2 separate regions of the Sus scrofa genome follow, and region 2 is linked to region 1. Evidence: chromatin contacts called from public HiChIP or PLAC-seq data. All regions are on one chromosome and are shown on one strand. Each heading gives the region's core, a stretch centred on a gene start, on an enhancer-like site or on the middle of the called end of the contact. The rest is flanking DNA. Distances are from core to core; before and after follow the strand shown. Region 1 has its middle 9.2 kb from the start of TM4SF5. Region 2 overlaps LOC110256106 (a long non-coding RNA gene).

Evidence for each region. HiChIP or PLAC-seq counts read pairs in DNA pulled down with a chosen protein or histone mark.
Region 2: an H3K27ac HiChIP or PLAC-seq map of alveolar macrophages shows a contact between it and region 1. The contact joins two enhancer-like sites. A contact is called at or near these places in 1 of 47 Hi-C or Micro-C datasets (epiblast stem cells) and 1 of 2 datasets of contacts at active chromatin or transcription factors (alveolar macrophages).

What each region holds. Positions count from the first base shown.
Region 1 is chr12:52,124,451-52,129,779 of Sscrofa11.1, forward strand. No RefSeq gene overlaps it. Among named protein-coding and RNA genes, the nearest start is that of TM4SF5, 9.2 kb to the left of the region's middle. Within about 2 kb of position 3,436, at least 9 of the 83 cell types and tissues checked have an H3K27ac peak or open chromatin away from gene starts, as enhancers often do. A contact at or near this core is called in alveolar macrophages, where this site is marked.
Region 2 is chr12:52,361,965-52,366,963 of Sscrofa11.1, forward strand. The region is part of intron 4 of LOC110256106 (a long non-coding RNA gene); the gene reads right to left. Among named protein-coding and RNA genes, the nearest start is that of ALOX12, 37 kb to the right of the region's middle. Within about 2 kb of position 3,682, at least 41 of the 83 cell types and tissues checked have an H3K27ac peak or open chromatin away from gene starts, as enhancers often do. A contact at or near this core is called in alveolar macrophages, where this site is marked.

The DNA.
Region 1 (5,329 bases), core at 2,186-4,685:
GCGAGCTTCCCGGGTGTCGATCAGATTGAGTAAGCAGGCTGGGGGGCCTAGGTGTCCCAGGTGAGGTGGTAAAAGTGAGCTGAATTTAAAGATACATCTCAGAGTTCCCGTCGTGGTGCAGTGGTTGAGGAATCTGACTAGGAACCATGAGGTTGCGGGTTCGATCCCTGCCCTTGCTCAGTGGGTTAAGGATCCGGTGTTGCCGTGGGCTGTGATGTAGATCGCAGATGTGGCTCCGATCCCGCGTTGCTGTGGCTGTGGTGTAGGCTGGCAGCTACAGCTCCGATTTGACCCCTAGCCTGGGAACCTCCATATGCCGAGGGAGTGGCCTTAGAAAAGGCAAAAAGACAAAAATAAATAAATAATAAGGAAAAAATAAAGGTACATCTTAGCAAAGTCAAAGGCTTCTTTTTTGTTTGTTTTTGGCCTTGCCTGCTGCACACCACCCTAGCGAGACACTTAACCCGCTGAACCACAAGGGAAGTCCTTAAAAGGCTTCTTCAAAACAAAAGTCCGTCTGACCTAGACTTCTCTGCAACACTAAAAGACCAGAAGACAAAGGAGCAATGTCTATAGTGATGACAGCAATAAAAGAAGCTATGACTCAATTACTGTACAAATATACAAGTTGCCTTTTGCGTGTGAAGAGCAACAGAATTGCATTTCTGAGAATGTTTGGGTTTGGAAATACCACTGTATCTCCTTCATCTTCTTTTTTTTTTTTTTTTTTTAATTTTAGGTATTTTAATTCAACAAGAGATGAAGTGAAATTAAAAACTCCAACATGGGGAAAACTAGGCACAACTGTAAATAATTTTTATAAATCCAGTTGGGAAACTATGTTTCAAAAAAATCCTTTTAAAGAGAAAATATATAGTGTAAGTTCTAAAAATTATTTTAACAGTCGTTTATTGCCTGTCATGACCAGAGTCCATGTTTTTATTGGTTTTGGGGGGTTTTCTTTGAATTTTTTTGGTCTTTTTAGGGCCACACCCGAGGCACTCAGAGGTTCCCAGGCAAGAGGTGGAACTGGAGCTGTAGCTGCTGGCCTACACCACAGCCACAGCAACTTGGGATCTGAGCCGCATCTGCGACCTTTACCACAGCTCATGACAATGCTGGATCCTTAACCCACTGAGCAAGGCCAAGGATCGAAGCCGTGTCCTCATGGATACTAGTCGGGTTTGTTATCACTGAGCCACGACAGGAACTCCCAGGGTCCATTTTAAGGAACTATATCAGGTCACAGAAACTCAGCTCTTCTGAAACGAAAAAGGGGTCTGGCAGTCAGAACATCCAAAGGCGGAACCAACTTTCATGCCTGATGCATGAAAGAAATAATTGATCAAAGCTGGACTTCATTGAAATTGAAAACATCTGCTTCATAAAAGACACTGTCAAGAAAATAAGACAAGTCACAGACGGAGAGAAAAATAATTGCAAAAGACCTATCTGTTGAAGGATTGTTATTCAAAACATACAAAGAATCGTGGTACCTCCAGACAATAGACTGTTCCTCAGTACTGAGAGACATGAGCTTGCCGAGCTCTCGATTAACTTCCAGCATTGTCACTGCCCCGGCATCGATGCCTGGCCTGGGAGCTTTTGCATGCCCTGGATTTGCCGCCCGCTCCCCCCGCCCCCCACCAAAAAAACCCCAGCTATATGACCTTCTGGAAAAGGCAAAACTCTGGAGACAGTAAAAAGGTCAGTGGGTTGACAGAGGTTCAGGGACAGGGAGGGGAGAGCAGGCAGAGCTCGGGGTTTTTAGGACAGTGAAGTTTTCTGCATGATTCTGTAATGATGGATTCGTGTCATTATATGTTTGTCAAAACCCATAGATGGTACAACACCAAGAGTGAACCCTGTGTAGACTGTGGACTTTGGGTAGTTAGGATACGTCAGTGTAGGCATTGTAACCAGTGTACCCCTCTGTGGGGGCCTGTCGATAGTGGGGGAGACCCCGCATGCGTGGGGCAGTGGGGACATGGGACTTCCTGTACTTTCTGTTCGCTTTTGCTGCTCTGTGACCCTAAAACAGCTCTAAAAATAAGACCTTTTTTTTTTTTTTTTTTTGCTTTTTAGGGCCATACCCTTGGCATATGGAGCTTCCCAGGCTAGGGAATCACATTGGAGCTACAGCCTCTGGCCTGCACCACAGCCATAGCAACACAGGATCCAAGCTGCACCTGCAACCTACACCACAGCTGGCGGCAACGCCGGATCCTTAACCCACTGAACAAGGCCAGGGATTGAACCCGCATCCTCATGGATACCAGTGAGGTTTGTTTCCGCTGCGCCACAATGGGAACTCCCCCGAAAAACATTTTAAATCAAGGATGTGAGGTGATGGGTGTTAACTTCCAGTTGTAATCATTTTGCAACACGTACATGTGTATATCAAATCATTATGTTGTACACTCAAAATCTACGCAGTGTTGGAGTTTCTCGTGGTGCAGAGGGTAAAGCATCCAGTGTTGTCACTGCAGCAGCTTGGGTCACTGCTGTGGCACAAGTTTGATTCCTGGAACTTCTGTGTGCGTGCCATAGGTAAGACAAAAAAAAAAAAGTTCGGGAGTTCCCAGCGTGGCTCTGCGATTAATGGACCTGACTAGGATCCATGAAGATGTGGGTTTGATCCCCGGCCTCACTCAGTGGGTAAAGGGTTGCTGTGGCTGTGGTGTAGGCCGGTAGCTGCAGCTCTAATTTGACCCCCTAGCCTGGGGCCCTAAGAAAACACAACAAAACAAAAAAAGCTTCAACTGACAACCAGAGACTTTTTAGAAGGGAAATATTCCTCAGATGGTGAAGAGTGTTTGAATCCATATTTTGCAGTAGACACCCTGCAAATATAGCCCTTCAGTATTTCCCTTCCTTCTCAGAGCCGAAAGCCCCAGAGCCCAAGCCTGCTGCCCCTGCTTCGCCCTCCGCTATATGTTTGTGCTGAGTAGACACAGAGATGCCAGCAAAAAATGCATGCTGCTCTCATGTTTACACGACCCCGGAAGTTTTGGGGAATAGATTCTGTAAGCAGGAAGAGGTGGCGTTTCCTGAGAAAAGGCCTCAGCTCTGCAGGGATTAGGGAGGAGGGGGGAAGAGGCGGCGAGCTGGGAAGGAAGAGCCGTCCGTGAACCCTCTGCCAGCGAGACCCAGTCCTGGGTGCGGCGCAAGGACAAGGTCGCTGGAGCAGGTGCGCCACGCCTGGGGTCTCTCTCTCCAGGGGAAGATGATCTAACTGTGGCTGTGAACATTGCTTAGCTCCTTGTAACGGGAGGCTAGCAAGGCGGGCTCCTGAGCAGGGGAGGGTCACTTCCTGGTCAGTGTCACTAAGAGGCATCAGTCACCACATCCGCGTCAAGGAAGCGATGGGGCAGCCCAGCTGGGAACACGTGGTGCTCTGTCCCCTCCGGAGGTCCCCTCCATGGGTCTCCAGAGGGTCGTTAGAGACATTCTGTGGGCCCATGAGAGGGGGCTTTTCCGTGGTCCCCCTTTCCCTTGAGCTAACCTGGGCCATGTGTTCATTTGCCACGGCTGCCATCACCAAGTGCGGTGGACGGTGGACGGGGTGACTTAGCGGTATTTATTTCCCACAGTTCTGGAGGCTGGAGGTCTGAGATCAAGGTATAGGATTGGCCTCTTCTGAGGCCCCTTTCTTCGGCTTGTAGATATGGTGGCCATCTCCCTGTGTCAACACATGATCTTTCTTCTCGATGGCTGTGTCAGAGTCCTCTTTTTATAAGGACATTGGTCATATTAGATTAGAGTCCCGTGTAATGACCTCTTTTTGACTTAATTACCTCTTTAAAGATCCTGTCTGCAATGACAGTCACGTTCTGTGGCTCGGAAGGTTAAGACTTCAGCCTATGATTTTGGGGAAGATAAACAGTTAAACCCTTAACAAGCAGATAAATCTCCCTCCCAACCACAGAGCAAGATTAGAACAATAATAATAACCTCCATCTGTAACTCCCAATTTTATCAGCATTATCAGAGGAAGAAAGAGATATGCTTAATTTCTTGATTGCACTGGGGGGACTCACAGTGTGTTAGTTTACTCCTTTTTTCTTTTTTGGCCACCCACGGGCATATGGCGTTCCCAACTTCGACAATGCCGGATCCTTAACCCGCTGTGCCAGCCCCGGGGATTGAACCTGCATCCCAGCGCTGCAGAGACACCGCCAGTCCTATCACACCACAGCAGGAACTCTGATTTTCTTCTTGACTTCAAGTCAAGAAATACAAGTTAAGAATACTTTTGAGGCATTCCCATCGTGGCTCAGTGGTTAACGAACCTGACTAGTATCCATGAGGATTCAGGTTCGATCCCTGGCTCAGCAGGTTAGGGATCCCGCATTGCTATGGCTGTGGTGCAGGCTGGCAGCTACAGCTCTGATTCGACCCCTAGCCTGGAAACCTCCATATGCTGTGGGTGCAGCCCTAAAAAGACAAAAAAAAAAAAGAAAGAAAGAAAGAAAGAAAGAAAGAATACCTTTGAAAATATTAAGGGGGAAGCAGTAGGGAAATTTAAAAGTAGAATATATGCCTTCCACAGTTCTAGAGAAGATAAAAGCAAAGGTAATCCATCTAGCAGAACATAAAGCATAAAGGGAGCCTAAGAAACAGAAAGCATAAAATAAGATGACTAATAGGACTTCCCTGGTAACTTGGGGTTAAGGATCTGGCATTGTCACTACTGTGGGTCAGGCTGTAGCTGTGGCGTGGTTTCAGCCCTTGGCCTGGGAACTTCCCCATGCCATGGGCATGGCCAAAAAAAAGAAGACTTATGACACCAAACATGTAGATCAAAACAGTTCCCGTAATATCCCGTAAACTCCTCTCTAAAACAAAAGTAATGTTTTCAAAGTAAGCTAACTGGCAAAAATCTGTCAACAGTAGTTGCCACAGGGGAGGGAAAGAGGGCAGTGGGAGACAAAAGGGAGACAAATGATTTTTCACTTTTATGAAAAGGTGCTATTAGACCTTTTGAATTTTATTATGTTTTGCTTTTTCAAAATAATAAATGCATAATTAAACCGTATCGTATAGATAGTGTTTTGTTACGTGTTCATTTTATATCGATACAGGGTATATTTACAATGGTTGTATAATAGCCATAAACCTTCAGGCAGGAAATCATGTGTGGAAATATAGAAAGTTAAAATACTTAGAAGCAGACGAGATAACTATGTATAGATCTTTATAGCTATATTTAGCCATCTAGACTAGAAAATATACTAGTGGTGAGAAACCAGCATAACTCAGCAGTCTTTGACAGATGAAGTAAGAAAAAATAACCAAAGGTACAAAGGTATTGAGAATTTAAATGGCA
Region 2 (4,999 bases), core at 2,432-4,931, 240 kb after region 1:
GCTTAAAAAAAAAAAAAAAGAAGGAGTTCCCGTCGTGGCGCAGTGGTTAACGAATCCGACTAGGAACCATGAGGTTGCGGGTTCGGTCCCTGCCCTTGCTCAGTGGGTTAACGATCCGGCGTTGCCGTGAGCTGTGGTGTAGGTTGCAGACGCGGCTCGGATCCCGCGTTGCTGTGGCTCTGGCGTAGGCCGGTGGCTACAGCTCCGATTGGACCCCTAGCCTGGGAACCTCCATATGCCTCGGGAGCAGCCCTAGAAAGCAAAAAGAAAAACCAAAAAACCAAAAAAACAAAGGAGTCAAGCATATACAATGGGGAAGGACAGTCTCTTCAGCAAGTAGTGTTGGGAAAGTTGAAAGCCAGACGTAAATCAATGAAATTAACACACACTCTCATACCACAGACAAAAACAAACTCACAGTGGCGTAAAGGCTTATGTAAGATATGACAGCATTTACTGTGTTCCTGGTAGAGAACAGAGGAAAAACCTTCTCTGACATACCTCATACCGGTGTTTCCTGAGGTCAGTCTACCAAGGCAACAGAAACCAAAGGAAAAAATAAACAAATGGGATCTAATCAAACGTATAAGCTTTTGCACAGCAAAGGAAACCATAAACAAAATGAAAAGACAACCTATGGACTAGGAGAAAATATTAGTAAATGATGCAACAAGGGGGTTAATATCCAAAATACACAAACAGCTCATATAAGTCAATAACAACACAGAACAAAACAAAACAGGAGTTCCTATCGTGGCTCAGTAGTAATGAACCTGACTAGTATTCATGAGGACACAGGTTCAACCCCTGGCCTCACTCAGTGGGTTAAGGATCTGGTTTGCTCTGAGCTATGGTGTAGGTCGCAGACGCGGCTCGGATCTGGTGTTGCTGTGGCTGTGGTGTAGGCTGGCAGCTGCAGCTCTGATTTGACCCCAAGCCTGGGAAACTCCATATGCTGTGGGTGTGGCCCTAAAAAGACCAAAGATAGGAGTTCCCATCATGGCACAGCAAAAACAAATCCGACTAGAAACCACGAGGCTGTGGGTTCCATCCCTGGCCTCGCTCAGTGGGTCAAGGATCCAGCGTTGCCATGAGCTGTGATGTAGGTCACAGACACGCTTGGATCCTGCGTAGCTGTGGTTGTGGTGTAGGCTGGCAGCTGGAGCTCTGATTCGACCCCTAGCCTAGGAGCCTCTATATGCCATGGGAGTGGCCCTAAAAAGCAAAAAAGAAGACAGACAAAAAAAAAAAAGAAGAAGAAGACATACAGATGGACAACAGGTACACAAAAAGATTCTCAGCATTGCTAATTATTAGAGAAATGCCAATTAAAACCACAATGAGGTGTCATCTCACACTGGTCAGATTGGCTATCGACAAAAAATCTACAAATAATAAATGCTAGAAAGGGTGTGGAAAAAAGGGAGCCCTCTCATACTGTTGGTAGGAAGGTAAATTGGTGCAGCCACCATGGAAAACATTATGGAGTTAAAAGAACTAAAAATAGGAGTTCTCATTGTGGCTCAGTGGGTTAAGGACCCAATGCAGCCTCTGTGAGGAAATGGGTTCCATCCCTGGCCTCGCTCTGTGGGTTAAGGACCCAGCATTGCTGCAAGCTACACTGTAGGTCGCAGATGCACCTCCGATCCAGTGTTGCCGTGGCTGTGGCATAGGCCTGCAGCTGCAGCTCCCATTCGACCCTTAGCCTCCAATTCGACCCATATGCCACAGGTGCAGCCATAAAAAGAAAAACAAAAACAAAAACTAAACTAAAAATAGAGCTACCATATGATCCAGCAATCCCACTCCTGGGTATACAGCCAGAAAAAACCAAAAACTCTAACTCAAAAAAATAGATGCACAGGTTTTCACCATTCTCTAATTTGCTGAATAAATATAGCATGGCTAGACTTTTTTCTGCAAGACAAAATACTCCCTGTCCACTGCAGAAAAGGTAGGGAATTTGGATAAACAAAAAAGGAGAAAAAATAATATAAAAATCATCCCAAATCCTCCCACCAAGACATGTGACCTTTTCTGCACATTTTCTTTTTTTCTGTGTAACCACAGAGGAGACCTACAGTGCTTGCTCCTCCTTCGGGAGGAATTTCCCCTCTTACCACCCCAGCTGCTCATGCTGCTGAGTTTATACCGTCAGCGCCACCCCTCAGGTCACTGGATGAGGCATCCTGCCTGTATTAGTCAGGGTTTAGTCAGGAAAGCAGACGCCACCCTGAGTTTTTCAAACCAAATAAAGGAAATGGGTTCCACAGGAAATGGAAAAGCTGAGAGGCCAAACAGAGGATGGCGAGGCGACTGGAGGTTCACGAGGGTCAGGAGCAGCTGCTGCCCCAGGGCTGAAGGGACGGCGGGAGAAGGACGTTTTATCAGAACACAGAGGTTGGGACCAGCCAGAAGGAGCCAGAAGCAAGGAAAGGGATTTCCAGGGAGGTGGACCCATAGCAGGAAGGTCTGTTTTTTTTTTTTTTTTTTGGCAGGGGGGAACAGGAGACTTCAGAAAAGAGAAGCAGTCGTAGTCAAGGACCTCACAGGAAGAGACAAAGCAGGGAGGACCCCCTAGCCTTTCCCCTCTCCTATTCTCCAATCATCTGCCACTGTCTTCCTTTGGCCGAAGCTACCCAGAAGGTTCTGACCAGAGGAGGACAGGAGAGGGGATGGGAGTGAATGCACATAAGCAATTGGCCAGCAACTGTCTAAGAGCAACCGATCAGCTGGCCAGCCACACGCCATCACCGATTCTTACCAAAAAGGTTCACGCGGACTCTAACCAAGAGGAAATAATCAAGAGTTCCTGTCGTGGCTCAGTGGGTTCAGAATCCAATATAGTGTCCCTGAGGATGTGGGTTCGACCCCTGGCCTCGCTCAGTGGGTTGAGGATCTGGCATTGCCGCAAGCTCTGACAGAGGCCACAGGTGCGGCTCAGACCCGTTGTTGCCATGACTGTGGTGTAGGTTGCAGACACAGCTTGGATCCTACATGGCTGTGGCTGTGGCCGGCAGTTATAGTTCCGATTCAACCTCTAGCCTGGGAACCTCCATATGCCACAGGTTCAGCCCTAAAAAGATAAAAAAAAAAAAAAAAAAGGAAAATGCCATGATGTCTTCAACTAACTGCACACATTTATATAAAGCGCAATCAAGCAAAGTGGCAAGTGTTAAAATTGGTGACTACGTGAGGAGTCTACAGGCATTTGGTCTATTATTCAGGCAACTATCCTGAAAGTGTAACATTTTTCAAACTAAAAACTTGAGGGAAAAAATAGGCTTTGACCACTGGCATGAGGTGAAAAGATGAACTGAACCAACTAGTTCTTAGGCATTTGAACCTAAAAATACAAAAGAGAACTTACCGGTTAGCAATAAATTTGGAGCTAACAGAAAAACACGAGTGGAGTTACGGCAAAGAGCAAACTAAAATTATGCGCGAGTCAAAATTATGCGGTAGGAGAAAAGCTATGGCAAATTGCAAAAATAGCTGCCAAGTAATCTTTCCACTTCTCCCATTAAGAGGGGAAGTCTGTTTCTCCTCCCTGTCATCTGAATTCGCTTTGGTCAACAAAATCCAGCGGAAGTGACACAGTGCCAGCTCTGGACCTGGGGCTTAAGGGACCTGACAGCTTCGGCTTGAGTTCTCCTCAAGCACTGAGTCACCAGGAAAAATAGCTCCCCCCGGAGAGATTGGTCCAGCTGAGCCCTCGCTGGTCTAGACACTGTAGCTGAGAAGCCACACACGTGAGTGAAGCCATCAACGTCACTCAGCCCCAGTCAGGCTGACCCAGCCAACACTCGATGGAGCGGGACTGAGCCGTTCCCGCCGATCCCTTCCCAAATCACAGCATCGAGAGCCAATAAATAAAAGGCGATTGTTGCTTTAAGCCAAAGAATTTGGGGGAGGTTCACCGTAGAACCAATAGAGAGCAGAGGAGACAGACAGGGACGCAGAGATGCCTGTAGGGAAAGTGAAAAACTTCCTGGGTTTGATCCTTCCAGTTCATTCCACACATAGACGCAAAACAATCCCCACCCCTCTCTCGAGTTAAATCAAGCAGATCTCTGTTCCCGGCAGCAGAGCCGGACACAAACGGTCCCTCCCGCCCTTTCTCTGTGCAGGTGTTTTCCTTTTTCAAAGATTCTGGATGAACATCTCTTCGTTCTGCTGGTGCCCGTTCATCTCCTTATTTATTGAGTGATAGCACCTGCTGTTTACAATGGGTCATTGTGAAATGCAGCGCATAAATAGGAGGGGGGGTAAACTAATTAGTGCCACTTCAATAACAGCGCAAGCTACCAACCACCCAGTGTGAGATATAAAACATTTCCAGTCTTTTCAAAGCCTCTGTTTACGCCTCAGTTGCAGTCTTTACCCTCAGCGCTAACCGCTGGGATGGTTATTGCGTTGGTCATTCCAATTTTTCCTTTCCATTTCCACCTAATTTGCACCCCTAAATATTACTTTGTTTTGGAAACCTGAGTAGCAAGCACCAGTCAAGGAGGGCGAGGAAGAGGTGATCCTGCCACCGTTGAAGGAGAAGAGAAGCTGAACCGACTCTGGGCCACTGTCTGGCTTCAGCTTCCCGGAGCCTTTACAAGAGCCTTAATGGGAAAATCATTGAGTAAGACGATGAGTAACCCCGGGCATCAGGCTCAGCAGTTGAGACATGTGGCAGCACCGCAGCACGGGCCAGGGTTTAGGTGTCTGGCTGGGATACAGTCAGAGGGAGGGGCTCCTCTGTGTTTTCTGTTCACATGACTTGTGCTCCAACTCCTCAAAGAAGTCAGGAGTTCCCATCGTGGCTCAGTGGTTAACGAATCCAACTAGGAACGAGGAGGTGACGGGTTCGAGCCCTGGCCCTGCTCAGTGGGTTAAGGATCCAGCGTTGCCGTGAGCTGTGGTGTAGGTCACAGAGTGGCTCGGATCCCATGTGGCTGTGGTTCTGGCGTAGGCTGGCGGCTACAGCTCCAATTTGACCTCTAGCCTG